Regions from separate parts of the Mus musculus genome. Here all the other regions are linked to region 1. The links are chromatin contacts, called in public HiCAR-type, HiChIP or PLAC-seq and promoter capture Hi-C maps. All regions are on one chromosome and are shown on one strand. Each heading gives the region's core, a stretch centred on a gene start, on an enhancer-like site or on the middle of the called end of the contact. The rest is flanking DNA. Distances are from core to core; before and after follow the strand shown.

Evidence for each region. Promoter capture Hi-C pulls out the DNA fragments that hold promoters and counts their contacts. HiCAR-type assays count read pairs that join an accessible place to other places. HiChIP or PLAC-seq counts read pairs in DNA pulled down with a chosen protein or histone mark. Capture Hi-C pulls out chosen DNA fragments and counts their contacts.
Region 2: a promoter capture Hi-C map of liver shows a contact between it and region 1, with 2.6 times the contacts expected there. The contact joins the promoter of Fancf here to the promoter of E2f8 in region 1. A contact is called at or near these places in 3 of 39 promoter capture datasets (the 3T3-L1 cell line, hippocampal neurons and pre-B cells), 1 of 115 datasets of contacts at active chromatin or transcription factors (astrocytes) and 1 of 9 other capture datasets (liver).
Region 3: an H3K4me3 HiChIP or PLAC-seq map of pro-B cells shows a contact between it and region 1, with 3 times the contacts expected there. The contact joins the promoter of Gtf2h1 here to the promoter of E2f8 in region 1. A contact is called at or near these places in 2 of 39 promoter capture datasets (the C10 cell line and embryonic stem cells), 2 of 115 datasets of contacts at active chromatin or transcription factors (extraembryonic endoderm stem cells and pro-B cells) and 1 of 9 other capture datasets (adipose tissue).
Region 4: a promoter capture Hi-C map of stem cell-derived epiblast-like cells shows a contact between it and region 1, with 5 times the contacts expected there. The contact joins the promoter of Ldha here to the promoter of E2f8 in region 1. A contact is called at or near these places in 4 of 39 promoter capture datasets (cranial neural crest, embryonic stem cells, neutrophils and 1 more), 1 of 484 Hi-C or Micro-C datasets (B cells) and 1 of 115 datasets of contacts at active chromatin or transcription factors (acute myeloid leukemia).
Region 5: a HiCAR-type map of astrocytes shows a contact between it and region 1, with 3 times the contacts expected there. The contact joins the promoter of Slc17a6 here to the promoter of E2f8 in region 1. A contact is called at or near these places in 1 of 39 promoter capture datasets (hippocampal neurons) and 1 of 115 datasets of contacts at active chromatin or transcription factors (astrocytes).

The regions. Positions count from the first base shown.
Region 1 is chr7:48,879,698-48,882,397 of GRCm38.p6, reverse strand. It overlaps E2f8 (E2F transcription factor 8), which reads left to right and starts at 1,357. Exons shown (of 13, transcript NM_001013368.5): 1 at 1,357-1,737; 2 at 1,997-2,120. The coding sequence starts at 2,106. It overlaps Gm2788 (predicted gene 2788), which reads right to left and starts at 1,098. Exons shown (of 2, transcript NR_155436.1): 1 at 881-1,098. LOC115486422 (a long non-coding RNA gene) reads right to left here. Exons shown (of 3, transcript XR_882082.2): 3 at 1,774-1,877.
Region 2 is chr7:51,860,971-51,863,899 of GRCm38.p6, reverse strand. Fancf (Fanconi anemia, complementation group F) reads left to right here and starts at 1,633. Exons shown (of 1, transcript NM_001115087.1): 1 at 1,633-2,929. The coding sequence starts at 1,646. The coding sequence ends at 2,677. It also overlaps a transcript of Gas2 not described here.
Region 3 is chr7:46,794,716-46,797,641 of GRCm38.p6, reverse strand. Gtf2h1 (general transcription factor II H, polypeptide 1) reads right to left here and starts at 1,548. Exons shown (of 15, transcript NM_008186.4): 1 at 1,354-1,548. Hps5 (HPS5, biogenesis of lysosomal organelles complex 2 subunit 2) reads left to right here and starts at 1,761. Exons shown (of 23, transcript NM_001005247.2): 1 at 1,761-2,214.
Region 4 is chr7:46,844,549-46,847,438 of GRCm38.p6, reverse strand. It overlaps Ldha (lactate dehydrogenase A), which reads right to left and starts at 1,635. Exons shown (of 8, transcript NM_010699.2): 1 at 1,522-1,635.
Region 5 is chr7:51,620,539-51,623,473 of GRCm38.p6, reverse strand. Slc17a6 (solute carrier family 17 (sodium-dependent inorganic phosphate cotransporter), member 6) reads right to left here and starts at 1,644. Exons shown (of 12, transcript NM_080853.3): 1 at 754-1,644. The coding sequence starts at 839. Gm33136 (a long non-coding RNA gene) reads left to right here. Exons shown (of 4, transcript XR_003946771.1): 1 at 1-727; 2 at 1,240-1,366.

The DNA of each region.
Region 1 (2,700 bases), core at 108-2,607:
TCGAGCACGGAAAGGCATAGTTGGGGTGCCGAGCTTCTTTTTCCACTTCTGCAAAATGAGGGTTTTGGACGAGATGGTCTCCTAACTCTAAAATTCCCTTGACCTGTTCGATATACCAGGCCGATGTCAGAAGCTCATAAAAGGAAAAGGAAGAAAAGCGGGAAAGAGCAAAGAGGGGATCGGCAGACGCAGGACACTGGGGACAGGCTTGGCGGGTTTTCTGAGTTTCTCTCCCTCCTCCCACACCTGCGTGTTCAGAGATCGGCCAACGCCCCGCATCCTTGGGCTTCAGACAACGAAGCTCTTTCCTCCTCACACGTTTCTTTCTGGAAACCGTGGAGCAGAAGCTGCTAAGCAGTCATGCAAAGGGTCGCAGAGGGAACGGTGTCGCTAGGGTCCAGAGGGCAGGTGAGCAGACCCGGTTGACGTGGCACCAAGCTGGGGATGGCGGGGAGCCCTCGAGTCCTAGCCAGCCAGCTCTGGACCAGCCAAATTTCATCCCCCAACTTCGATCTCGGATAAATGGTGTTTGCAAAAAGAAAAAAAAAAAAAAAGAAAGAAAGAAAGAAAGAAAAGGAAAAAAGAAAAAGGAAAAGTTTTTGAGGACTTTTCCCCAAGTCTGGCTGTAGGCGGGGTCGGAGGGTGGTGCCTACAGTCTGATTCGCCGCGGCGGCAGTGCAGAGGCGCGGATTGGCGCGCGGGGCCCCGGGCCGGGAGAGCGGGCGTGGGGGAGGGGAGGCTCCGCGCCCGCGGGAGCGGCTCGCGCCGGGAGCGGGTTAATTTCAAATCGGGGGCTGGACTGCTCCTGGACGGCCACGCTCCCGCGGCCCGCCCGCCGGCCCCCCCCAGCCCCGGCCCCGGTGGCGCCCCCGGCACCCACCTCTGCGCGGCGGGGCTAAGCGAGTCTCCCTGAGACGCGCTGGCTCCCTGAGACGCGCAGCCAGGATTCGGGGCCACCCCGGACCGTCAGCTCTGAAGGAGGATTGACAGGTGAGCGGGGAGCAGACTGCTGCGGCGGGGTTGTGGGATCCCGGGAAGGCCAGGGTGAAGGCGGCCGTTTCCCGCCTCCCGCCCCGCCGGGGCCCGTGGGGAGGAGCCGAGCTCCCGCGCAGAGGGCGGGGGAGGGGCTCGCCCGCGCTCCAGCCCCGCGCACTCGGGGGCGGTGCCAGCTACGGTCCCGCTTTCCGCGCCAAATTTTTAAATCGAAGGCGGAAGGTCCGGCCCCGCCTTGGGGACCTCTAGCCAATCGCAGGCCTTCACCGGGCTTACTGATTGGCTCGGAGCCGTCGCCCTGGAAACCGTGAGATGCTGTCTGGCTGCCCCCGGGGGCGGTGCAGTTGGCGGGGAGGAGGAGCCAGTGCTTGCGCCGGGCGGGACGCGGGCTACTGCTGGGGACTGTACCTGGGACCGGGAGCGCAGCGTACGGTGCGCTTTGGCATCGCGGTGATTTCGGCACCTAGGGAATCCTTCCCTCGCCCCAGTACTTCGTGTATTGAAAGAAGCCTGAAAAAGGGGGTCAAGATCCCAAAGCCCTTTGTAAATGCCCGGTCGTGCGCTTAGAGCGCAGAGGCTGAATTGGAGGGTTGTTCTCAGGCCACTTCACAAGTCCTTCCTTCTGAGCCTGTGCACGTGTGTGTCAGGCGAGAAACTTCAGCATCTCCCCCGATGCAGGCTCGGTGCGTGCTCCATCGGAACCCGGGCTCGTGCGCTCCGTCCGCAGCCCGGATCAGTGCACAGGTGGGTGCTTGCTACAGCCATCTCGAACCTGAGAGAGGACTGTCACTGTAGATTCTGTGTTTGCTTGAAGTCTCGTGACAGAAGGGTTTGATGGAGGAATTTACTGCTGTCTGTTGGCGCGGTCTGCCTAGAGGCAATGTCTGTCCTCAAGGCAAAAATAAACCTGGTTTGTCATTTTTTGTTTGTTTCCGGGGGCTCTTGTGTACGTGAATCATTTTCATCAGCTCTTAATTCTTGCTTTACTTTTTTTCCTTTTAAGGATAGTAAAAAACTTTAATCGATTGGACTACTTAAACCACTGGAACTTGGGGAGGAACTTCAGATTTTTCGTTTTTAAAGACACACTAAATGTATGAGGAATTGACAAAATGGAGAACCAAAAGGTATTTTTAAAGTCCAGTCTATACTGTTGCAATGTCAAATGAAGTATCATCCTGAGTTTTTCGTTAATAAGTTTTCTTAAATTTTTCGTTTGATAGTCACGAATGCTGTATCCTTTTGGTTAACTTTTACAGAAATCCAGAAGGAAATTTTAATTTTTGAAGAGGAATAGGGTTGTCCAGGGTTAAAGTAACCTTTTTGTTTCAAAAGTTTAATATAAATTTAATATATATGGAAAAAGCTTTGGGGTTTTTTCTGTGCTTAAAAAATTATGTATATGTTATTTACATGAACCATTGGAATTCACAAAGGTCATAATTTGATACTGGATTTCTTTGTAAGATAACATTTTAAAATGTCAGCCCTTTAACCTACTGGGCCTCCAAATGCTGTTCCTGACAGATCTCCTGGAAGCATTTAGATGTTAGCTCAATGCTGTCCTTGGCAGTGTTCACTGAAACCCCACCCTTGGATCAGCACCTCCTGAGGGCACCATACTGAACTGAAAATTCAGGTGCCAGCCCCATGTGACCTCCCTCTGCCTCGCATCATCGTCTGCTAAGTAGCAGATTCAGCAGAAAT
Region 2 (2,929 bases), core at 384-2,883, 3.0 Mb before region 1:
ACCAGCAGGTGGAAGGTTGATCCTGGCATTCTCAGCATACAGTATTCACATATTACACTGACATTTTAACTTGTGTGATTCCTCTCACGTGATTTTCCACTATCCTCTGATGGTGCAAGTATTTGTGCAGCCTAAATCAAAGATCAGTCCATATAGCCTTTCAGTGCTCTCCTATCCATTTCCAATTGGTCTTTAAAATCACCATACCTGGCACTTTAAAATTACACAAAATCTGATTTGAATTACACTTACATGGGTTGGGAATCCTCCCAATGTCTGCCTCAAGTGCATAGGTTTCTTGAAATTAAAGTGTTTATCATCTTTCAGCCTCTACATAGATTGTTCCAAATTAAATGGAAAACTGGTTCGAAATCCAAAGTGCATTCTTCTGATGGGAAACTGTCGGAGGGATGCATAGCTACTTAATAAAAGATGGCTACTGTGAAACAAATAATTACTCACTGTGGTACTGAGATTTAACATAATATTGGTTTTGAAAAGGTGAGCACTGGTGAAGTTTCTCTGAACTGTCCCAGCCACTTGGAAATGAAGCTGTTTTGGACTTCTTTCTCACCCTGGATTAGATCTGGTTTTCACTCTGGTGGCTTAAGACTTATTAACGGTTCCCATGGCCTTGAAGCATTTCCAGGTGTATTCTTTGGGCATTCAGTTGAAAGGAAGGTTTAATGGGGCTTTCCCTAACATCTAAGATCTAGTGACTCTTATTTTTGTCTACCGCATTATGAAGTTGAAGTCTCTCTAAGGAACATTAGTGTTTCCTGTGGGACAGGGAAGCTTTAACTACATTTATCTCAACTGCGCCAGTCCTGTCCTTCACTGGCTATCACATCACGTGACTTAGTATTTAGTAAGTGGATGAACCAGTGACCTCTGTAATTCCTAATAGCTACCACCTGAAACTTTAAAACCCATCACACAGACTAAAATAAAATCACAAGGCCAAACACTATAGTCTGGGCTAATGGCTAAAAACTAAACAAAACTGGCTTAACTATATGTTCTGATAAGAATGCCCAGAACTATTCAGAGTCTAGCATAAATGTGTAGATTAATTTTGAGCTTAAACTTTCATTTATTGCATGGCTAGTAAGCCTCAGGATAGTGCTGCCAGTCACTAGGTTAGTCGAGGCAGGACTGCAAACTGAAAGGCTGCTTGCACAATTCAGTGATAGGTTTCCTCAGAATCAGTAAACAATATAAATAAGGAAAAAGGAAAAAAGCCCGGGAACTCACAGCACAGCGTGTGAGGGTCCTGGTTCCACAAGTACCAGGGAAACGGGCCATTTAAGAGCTTTGAGTTCGCAAGCAGATCACATCCGCACTGCTAATAATGATGAACATGGGTCCCCTTTCGGGGAAGCGCCTAAATGTCTACCACTGGCATTTTTAAAACAAAAGAGCACATAAAATCCTAGCGCTCAAACTCGCACTCACGCGTCCTCTCCCAGACCCAGAGTAAAAGCTTGGGACTTTGCCCTAGTTCATTTTCAGCGCCAATGTGCCCCGGAAACCATGGTGCGAGACTGACACGGCCGTCGTCCAATGGCACAGCACGCTGAGGCGGGCGCTCACGCTCATGTCCAATCGGCTCGCGCCTCGGGATGTCAGGGCGGAAGCGGCCGCCATGGAGCCGCTTGTGCAGCAAACCGAGCGATTCTCCGAGCTGTTGGCCGTGTCGTGTGGGTCGCTGGTGAGCACGTGGGACGCCGAAAAGGTGCGCAGGGCGCTGCAGTGGGCGCGTTATCTGCTCCACGTGTACCGACGCTTCGCGGGCCGCGGCCGCGTGCGGGAGGCGCTCGAGAGGCGGCTCCCCGCGCGGGGAGGGCCGCTCGGGCTGCGCAGCTTCGCGGCGCTGGAGTCCGGGGACGCGCGGCTCGCCCTCCGCCTGCTGCGGAACCGCGCGCTCGCGCCCGCCGCCGCCCGCGCGCTGCCGAGCTTGCTGTTCCCGGGCCCCGCCGCGGACCACCGAGACGACGTGCCGCAGTCGCGCCTGGTCCTCCTGGCGCGCCGCGGAAGCGCGCTGCGCCTGCTGTGCCGCCTCGGCGGGGACGCGCCCAGGAGCGCGCTGCTGCGCACGCACGCGGAGCTGCTGGACGCGCGCCTGCACGAGCTGGGCGGGGCCGACTCCGCGGCCGCGCGCAAACTCCTGGACACGTTGTGGACGCGCGGGCCGCGGGAGCACGTGCTCGACGTGACTGCCGAAGCGCTGCTGCTACGCGAGGAAGACCCGGAGCCAGCCCAGGCCACGGACCCTGCGGGTGCGGATGAGACACAGAAACTACTGCGCTGGCTTCTCGAAAGTCCCGAGGTATTGGCCGCTTTTTGCCGCCATCTGCCAGCCAAGCGCCTGGCCTCCGTGGCGGGCTGCCACCACGCACTGTCTCGCGCCTACCTGGACCTGCTCACAACGTGGGCCACGCGGCTGCACTATGATCTGCAAAAGGGTGCCTGGGTCCCTACACAGATGGAGGACATGCCCTGGGAAGAGCTGTGCCTAAGGCTGCAGAGCTTGTGCCATGCCCAGCCATTTCTGCAGGAAGAGGTGCTGGTGACCCTAAGGTCCCGCAAAGCCTTGGATGGAGATTTCGAGGTTCCTGGGATGAGCATCTGGACAGACCTCCTGGTGGTGCTTGAGTGTGGGATCGTGCTAGAGTAGATTCTCAGTTCCCAGGCTGGGCATCTGGACAGACCCTGTCCCATAGAGGGAATAACAAGCATACTTCTCACCAAAGCCTCTATGCACAGCATCCTGCTACTTCTTGACTATGCAGTTTACAAATTGTCAGTGTTCTCCCCAATTCCCTATATACATGCTCCCAAAACCTAATTATTCAGGGGCCAATTTTAAATGGTTCATAATATAAATATATATAATATGCACAATATCTATAAATTTATATATTATATA
Region 3 (2,926 bases), core at 299-2,798, 2.1 Mb after region 1:
CTAGCACCCACATGGCCATTCACAACTATACTTCCAGTTCTAGGGGATCTGACACCACCATAGAAACCCACAGGTAGACAGAACACCAATATACAGTAGTAAAATCAACCAACTTAAAAAAAAAAGGAAATCACAAGTCTAGGGTTAGGTGTGGTAGTGTACACCTTTAATCTTACCATTCAAGAATCAGAGGCAATCGATCCCTGTGAGTTCAAGGCCAGTCAGGGCTGTTATACAGAGAAAACCTGTGTGGGAAATGGAGGGTCAGGAGAGGAAGGAAAGGAAGTCACAAGGCTAGATATTGAGAATATTGATTGGAGCCAAGCCCTTAGTGTGCTTCAAGCCAGTTTTCTGTACCCAGGCCTGCATGCTTACCAAGCAATTTACATTGGGCTCTACCTACAGTCCTGTTTTTTTTTTTTGCCAGTTCTGGAAATGAAACCCAGGATCTTACAGGTGCCTAGCAAGAACTCTTAGCTTTAAGCTGCATTCCTAACTCAGAAACCTGTTTTACCATATTTTAAACTGGTGTCTTTAAATGGACAACATCAAAAGACAGAAAGCCAAACCAACCAAACAAAAGCCAACAACGAAGAACAAAAACAAGCAAACAAAAATCCCAAATTAAACTGTGTATACGTTGAGGACACAACTTCCGGAGATCGGTTCTCCCTCCACCACGTGGGTCCCAGAGATGGAACTCAGGTTTGGCAGCAAGCACCTTTACCAGTTGAGCCATTTCACTGTAGCCCTGGGCATACGTTTTAACATCTTTTCCCCACCCTTGTTTTGCAGATGGTAAAATAGACATGTGAGGTCAACTTCACATGAATTTAGTTTCTAAGAACACTGGAGAATTTATAAAAATAATCACATACTTCCATGTATTGATGGTTCACTTTACACTACATGACTGTCAAACTGGTCATAGCTAGAACTGGGTGCGTGGCTCAAGTTTTAATAACAGTTTGAAGAGCAGGATGACAGGTGGAAGCAAGAAGGCACGAGGACACCAAGGTTAGAGGACTTCTTTAACAGGAAAAGAAAGCCTCTCCCGGGCAGGCTCCCTAACGGGAAGGGCCTCGGTGTCTCGGAGAAGCCTCACTTCCTTCGTTCTCAGGTGAGTCTGATCCTTCCAGTCCCTCCCAGCGGAAGAACCTAATGCCTTCGGGCAGTAGATTAAGGGTCAGGGCACCTCCTTCCCATTCCGGGAGAAGAAAGGCAAACCACACAGCCAGCCTGTAGTGTCGTGGAGACGACTACAGCGAAGGGCTCGATCCGCCTGGCCCCGCGCCCCCGGGGCCTGTCAGACCCTCCACGCCCGCCCAACCCCATTCTTCGGTCTCAACTTACCAGGTGGGAGCTACGGTCTCTGGTCTGGGGCGCGGGAAGCGCGTCCCGTCGGATCTGCCTCCGCCGCGCTTCTCACAGCCGCTGCACGGAGGAGGCTGAACCCCTGCGGCCGCAGCCGTCGCCACCGCCTCTGTTGCCGGGGGGTCTCGCCTCCATCGCTGGCTGCGAGGGCGCTGAGGGCACGTGACCGGAAACGCCGGGGCGGGCCTCCGGAGCACGTGACCACCACCGCGGCCGCCATGACACCTTCCGCTAGCTCCCGCCCTCCCCCACCGATTCCCGCCTGTTTCGCTTCTCCTCCTCCGGTCTCGAGCGGCGGAGAGTTTCGGGGATTCGGCTTGGCTCGCCTTTCTCCCTAGAGAGCATCCGGTCCGGCTCCGTGGTGCGTCGTCGGCCCGAGGCGGCTCCCAGACTGCAGGCCGCAGGGAGCGGAATCGCGACCCGCGGCTGGAGGGGGAGGGAGCACGCGCGGGGAGGGGCGTGATCGTCACGTGACGAGGAAGTGCCGTTAACAGCGCTTTCCTCCGGTCCCTGGCGCCCCTGGATGACGTTGCCAGGGAGGGGGCGGGGTGACAGGGTGTGTGAGGTTCAGGTTCCGCTGTCAAGGGGTGTTGAGTGTCTGTGGAGCCTGCTCGGTGAAAGCGATCGCTGGTCTCTGGGGGGGGCGGAACTCGGCCCGCTAGTCAGCCTGAGGTTCTGTGAACCTGGCTTGGAAAACCTGCTTCCTGGACTTCTCCAGAGTGACAGCTGCGGTTTAAAGTCATAAAAGTTAGCTGTGATTGACGGGAGCTCCTTGTGGTCAGGGACTTGGTCTGCTGCGCATCCTTCATCTCCAGCAGCGCCTCCAGGGCCTAGAACACGGTAGGCACTTAGAACGTTGAATGAATGAATGCATGCAAGCATGAGCGAGTCGTTAAGTTTTCTGAGGTAGAGTTTCCTGATCATTATTGGATAAGGAAGTTCCTATTGTGGAAATAAAGTCTATTAACTCCCCTTTGCATAATTTCTTCAATCGTTGTTACTTTGCGTCTTTCGAGCCTTTCCTTCCACGCACCTTGTGGGATTAGATACACCATGGTTTGCTTTGGCTTTGTGAGCAGCAATCACTGTCTACCACTCTTGAATTATAAAAATAATCTTGGGAAGTGAGAAAGATGTTTCGATCTCACATAAATTCTACTTTCATTTATTATTGGGGGAGAAGGTGGCATGGCACCGCAGTTTTTTTGTTTGTTTGTTTTGTTTCTGTTTTTTTTGTTTGTTTGTTTTGTTTCTGTTTTTTTGTTTTGTTTTGTTTTGTTTTCTCGAGACAGGGTTTCTCTGTGTAGCCCCGGCTGTCCTGGGACTCACTCTATATACTTGACTGGCCTGGAACTCAGAAATCTGCCTGTCTCTGCCTCCCAAGTGCTGGAATTAAAGGTGTGCTCCACCACTGCCCGGTTGACACCTCAGCTTTTTGTAATTGGTTCTCTCCTATCTTTCTGTGAGTTCTTGGGCCCCTGGGATCACCAAGCATAGCAATAAACCATTTCTTGGGCCCTCCTCTTCCTCCTCCACGTTTGCCTTTATCATT
Region 4 (2,890 bases), core at 386-2,885, 2.0 Mb after region 1:
GAATAGCCAGCGCCAGGGTGTGGTCTGGCTCTCACCAGGAAGGCTCTCACCTTGAAATGGAAAAATAATACCGAGGTCTCCGTGTACGTGTAGCCGCCTGAGGACTTACTCATCTTGATGAACCCCAAAAGGGGATGGTATCTCCTCTTATATGGTTAGAAAGCTGCCCTCCCGCTCTTCTCCCATCACCCAGAGCCCTACAGCAAGTAGAGCGCCAAGTTGCTCCAGGAAGTACCAAAAATCAAGAGCAGAGGGCGCCAATAACGGCCACAAGGTGCGACCCCAAGGCATAGCAACGTGCTTAAGCCTGCGCACGCGCAAGCTTCCTTCCTAACCCCCCCACCCCCGCAAGAACCCAAGTTGTATGACCAGCCCAGATCCAGAAGACTGGCAGGCGGGGGAAGGCAGTGCGCGTGCGCAATTTCAGAATCAGGTGTCATATATATAGGTCTAGCGACTGCTGGCCATGGATGAGACCTCTGGCAGGCAGTTCGGCGTCAAAGTTTGGCCCTTACTAGAGCCCAAAGCACAAGCGCGGTGAAGTGGAGCTGGCAGCCACCTTAGCCTGGTGCCAGAGTGAGATCTCAAATGCCACTAACAGGATTAGGGCCTTCACCCACCAGGGCGGGGCCTCATTACCCAGGATGTGGCCGCTAAGGGAAATTTCTTCAGTTCCAAAATGGGGATACAATTGCGGAGGGCCTGAGGCCTGGAGCCCACTCCCACCCCCGCGATGGCCACCTTTCCCAGCAAGCACCATGTCTATTTTTGAAATCGTTCCAAAGTGCAAAAGGACTGGACAAGATCTCTGGGCAAGCAGCCTAGGGCCATCAAGCAGGAATCCGGTCTCCTTACAACCGCTGCTATTTCTAGACAGCCTTGTGAGGTCTCTGCTGACTGGGGGCAGGGCGTGGGGCTCTTCCCTCAGAGAATCTACTTCACGCAAACCTCAAGTCTGTGCTCTATTAGGACAGGGTGCCTCTACTTCCCACCTACGACCCGATGGGTGTCGCAGGCCTCTCAGCTACAGGTTTCCTCCTTCCGTCTAGGGTGCAGAGGAAGGACTGCGACTCTTCCCGCTTCCTCTCCGCACGCAGCGCGCTTAGCACGATCCCCAGTCACACCAGGAGCGAGCCTCTTAACAAAATGCGTTTAGGGCAAGAGCGCCCTATAATCTGCAGGAAACAACCACTCCACCGAGCCCACGCAAAGGAAAATGCAAACCGCACGGCTGCTCCGAAGCACCCGCCCCGGACGTGCCAAGGCTTTTTCGGCCCCCATGGGCTCGAGTTACGGGAGCTCAAGTTTCGCACCGCTCCCTCGCCCCCGTTCGGTGGCTCCCAACCTTCAGGCCAGCCACCCCTTAGTCCTCTTTACACGGGTCTCGCCGCCCCAGGCTGGGTGGGGCCGCCTGCTCAGTTCCCCAAAGCACAGTAGCCCACGCGTGCCCAAATCTGAACACCCTGCACCTCCACCCCGGATAGGGACCCCCTGTGCCGGCAGCGTGGGGCCCAACCGTACCGCTAGTGCACGATGGGGGGGCGACTGGCGAGGAGAAGCAGCGTGGCCCGAGCTCGGCGACAGTGGCTCCAGCACGCAGAGCAGCACGCGGGCGGGGCCTTAAATGGAAGCTCCGCGCTGACGTCAGAGTGGGAGCCCAGCGGACGTGCGGGAACCCACGTGTAGGCTGGGCCGGGGGCGGGCGTCCAGCCGGGCTAGGCGCCACCGAGACCGGGGCGGCGCGCGCAGCACGATGTCCCTGCAAGAGTGGCTCCACGTGTGCTGCGACACCCCAAAGAAAGGCCAACCCGACATGCTCCTCAGCCTCAGAAGCAGGAGCCCGAAATGCATCGATCCTCCGCCTCCTTCACCGGAAAACTTGTGAGACTCAGAAAAAACCCTGGTCACTTTCTTCATTGCTGTTCCCGGCGCCGGGAACAACTCCTGGCAAGCAACAGGCCTTCAGTAAATATTGTGTGAAAGCACATGCCAGCACCGTGCCGGTCTATCCGCCATAGCAGCCTATCAGATGGGCCTTTCTCCTGCCCCACTTCCATCTCCCAAACCATGGGGGGAGGGGGGTGCGGCTCAGCTTCTGATGGCTTGCCAGCTTACATCCATATCTGCCCTCTCCCATGCCATCCCGCAGGCATTTGTGTTTAGCCTTACCAAGGAGTATCAGGGCCCTTGCTTGTTTTCACACACCCCCTCTGCCTTTAAACGTCTTTCTAGAGGTCTCATTAAGCTGTGAGGCCAGTTCCTGTTCCTCTCCCAGCTCCCGATCAACCGTATGTGAATCTTAAGGTACTCCACCACTGATAGGATGTGAAATGGAGTTTGCAACTGCTTTGATTTCCTTAGTGATGGGAAGAACTGTGACTTTCAACCCTGCTCACCCATCTCCCCGGAAGGGATGTGTTCACTGCAGATTAAGGTCTATTACAGTCTTGAGCAAGATTTGAACAAGCTGGTTGCAGGGTGCTGGATATGCAGGGATCATGTGAGAGGGAATGAAGCTCACAGCCCCCCCTTATTTTCGCTTGTCTGTATCCCTTGTGATCTCTTTTATAACAAACAACAGGCTAGGAGTGTGGCCAGGACAGGGACACTTGTCTTGCATACACCAAGGCCTGAGTCCCTCAGCAGAGCGCAAATTTAAAAAAATTAAAAAGTCAAACAGTTGGACCTGGAGAGATGGCTCTGCCATTAATATCACAAAAGCTTGTAACTCCAGATCCAGAGGTTCCAATACCCTCTTGACCTTCATAGAGTCTCTCTCCCCCTATATATAGTTAAAATTATTTTTTTAAAAAAGTCAGAACAAGAGAAATGAAATTTAACTTTTTAAAAGAAAAAAGTGAAGGTGAGTTCTAAGAGACACCAGAGCAAG
Region 5 (2,935 bases), core at 395-2,894, 2.7 Mb before region 1:
TGCAAAGCACAGTATGCTTAGTGCAGCAATTACAAGAAGGATAACATTTACATTTTTTTCTATTACTTTTAAAGTAATTTTGCGTTTACTATTCTGGTTCTTAAATCACTGTGAAATTTCCCACACAAGATACAGACTCCTAAAACATAGCAAACAAATTAAAAAAAATACATATACAATGTTTTAGATCCAACAGAGAAACATCAATGATCAATTATTGATATATTTTGATCCTGTTTCATTCAATACAGAATTTCCCATGGGAGAGTTCTTCACTATGTTTTTGCAGCTAAGGTCTAGATTCCTTTTCTTTCATTTGTCTTTGAAGTTTATTTTTAAAAAGGGTTTTGGCTTTTGTTATTCACTTGTTTGGATCAAAGGGATTTTATTTGTGAAATCTATAAGAAAACAAAGACAGGCTTTATGAGCAGGTGCTGAACGAACATTTTGGAATTGCAAAGGAGGATTAAGAACTGAATTGGAGCACATGAGAATCCCCAGGTAATGAAACAAAATCACACACACACACACACACACACACACACACACACACACACACACACGACAGGTTCGTTTAGTGTCACATTCCTGCATTCATAAGCAGGTTTCCAGTGGAACCTAGCTTCAGCAATGAGCAACAAAAAGACTTTCCCACCATGTTACAATCTTTCTAAGTAATCAAGCTTTTCAGAAATGGCTTTGCAGATTCTGTCCAGATGAGTCCCAGGTAAGCATGGGGTTGCAGTCTCTTACCTGTAGATCTGTCCGAGGGATTTTCCAGCAAAATTCTTTATCCCCTCTTTCCCCGGGGCCAAAATCCTTTGTTTTACCGACTCCATTCTTGTAAAGACTGGTGTCCAGCCTTACCAGATTTAAATTGTTGTGGCTATGAAAGACGGATTCTGCGCATAGTCTTAGTTGGTTAAGGTAGAGCTTTTTCTTCTCAGCAGAGGTGAGCTTTCCAGCAAGGCTGTGAGTTGGAGAGGGGAGGGAGGGCGAGAAAGAGAGTACAACAGAATAGCTGCATGCAGCCCACGGGTTTCCTAATAGGAGAATTGGTACACACAGTCACAAAGTCTCATTGGAAGGGGAGGATCCGGTGGCCGAGGGCGCGCGCAGTGCCGTGGTATTTGGGCGGGTGCTGATGAGTCCCTGTTCTGGAAGTCACCTCACCGAAAAACAACGTAAATTCCCGGTTTTGAAGTCTTATCGCAATCAAATCCGCTGTCTTTTAATCAGATTGACCAGAAACGTCATCGAACCCTTGTGTAAGGAAAAAAGCAAAAGAACCCTACTGTCTAAAATGGTGACTTTGCTGATCAGAGCTCATAGCTCTCAGAACCCTTGGGAGCTTCCTAGGCCTCAGGTGAGCGGCTGCTGTTAGCTTCCTGCCTTAACATGGTCTCCTCCCATCGCGCCGGCGTAATTGTGCTCTGCGGCAGAGTGGCAGAGTGGAATTAAGACTGAGAATGTTAGCTGATCTTTGCGAACGTGAGTGAATAACAGACACACAGCTGTGGTTTAGGCAGCGCCGGGGGAGACCTTCCATAAAACCTGACCGCTCCCGTCAGTGCGCGCGGCGCAGTTTAGCATTTCAGGACCACGGACAGAGGAAGCTAAGGAACCTTGGCTGCTGCTTTTGGCTAACCCGCTCGCCAACTTCCTAGGGGAGCTGGGCGGATCGCCCTGACCAAGGGCCTTTCTAGGGCTCTTCAGGAACGGATGCTATGGAAACCAAGTAGGGAGATGTCATCGTCTGCAGAGTTCTCAGGAGGAAAGCTGCATTTGGCTCTGCAAGGGAGGAGGGCTTTATTAAACACTGACAAGTTACTCTGCTTGGCCACCCGTTGCCCAGCATGTACATACTAGCTCTGACAGCATGGTGAAGAAGCAACACTGCAGAAGCTTCTACTTTAGGTGTGTGGTATCCAGGTGAACACCTGGTTCCCCTCCGATATAAAGCTTATGTTTATGAGATGCATAATAATATTGCTTGTGTATTTGATTCAACCCCTAAGACGAACAAGAAAGGATGCAGAGAGAGAAATGGAAGGAGACAAAAAAAAAAAAAAAAAAAAAAGAGGTGGGACAGAGAAGGAGGAGAGACAGAGAGATAATGACAGCTGTAACATTAGTGCACTTTCCGAATAAAGGACAGGCAGTCTGAAATGAATTCTTTGGAATTCTAAGTTTCTTTAATTAACTAATGCACAACACAATACTGAATTATTTCTAATTACAGGTAAAATTTGTACCTATAACTAAGCTTGTTAGCGAAGAGTAACTGATAATGTTTTAAAAATTTATTTCAATATATTTACACTCTATTTAAATTTTATTTTTCCCTCCTTATGACACCTTTTCTTAAGAGGGAGGCTATTTTTGCCATTGTTGCTTGTTGGGTTTTGAGAGATGGTCCTACAAGGTTTTCCATCTTAGTTGTGTATAATACCATTGAACCTATATCATTAAGCAAAACAATTAAATTGTGCTGAATTAATGTGAGTTATTTCGCATGGACCACAACCCTCTTAAGATGCAGTCCAGGCAAGTGCTTACGAAACAGACTGTCCTTGAGCTACATCCCCAAGGTTAAACCTTGGATGCTAGCTAAATCAACCAGGGGAGTGCGTTTTACATAGGGACTATTGGATTACATCCCAGAGGTACGGTGCAGAGTCAAATAAGAATGTTCTCTGACGATTTCAAATGATATGTGGAAAAAAATTTCCTAAAATAGAGAGATGAAAAAAAATCACAAATAGCTAAAACCCTTTGCAATTGTTAAATCCAAATCCAAAGCCTATAAAATTGTATTTCATTAAGAAGTATGGTTGAGCAAGAATACCACGATTACATTCCTGTTATTTTGGGACATATGCATTATGTGAATGTTATATATTATATTACGTATATACTTTAAAAACCAGGAAGC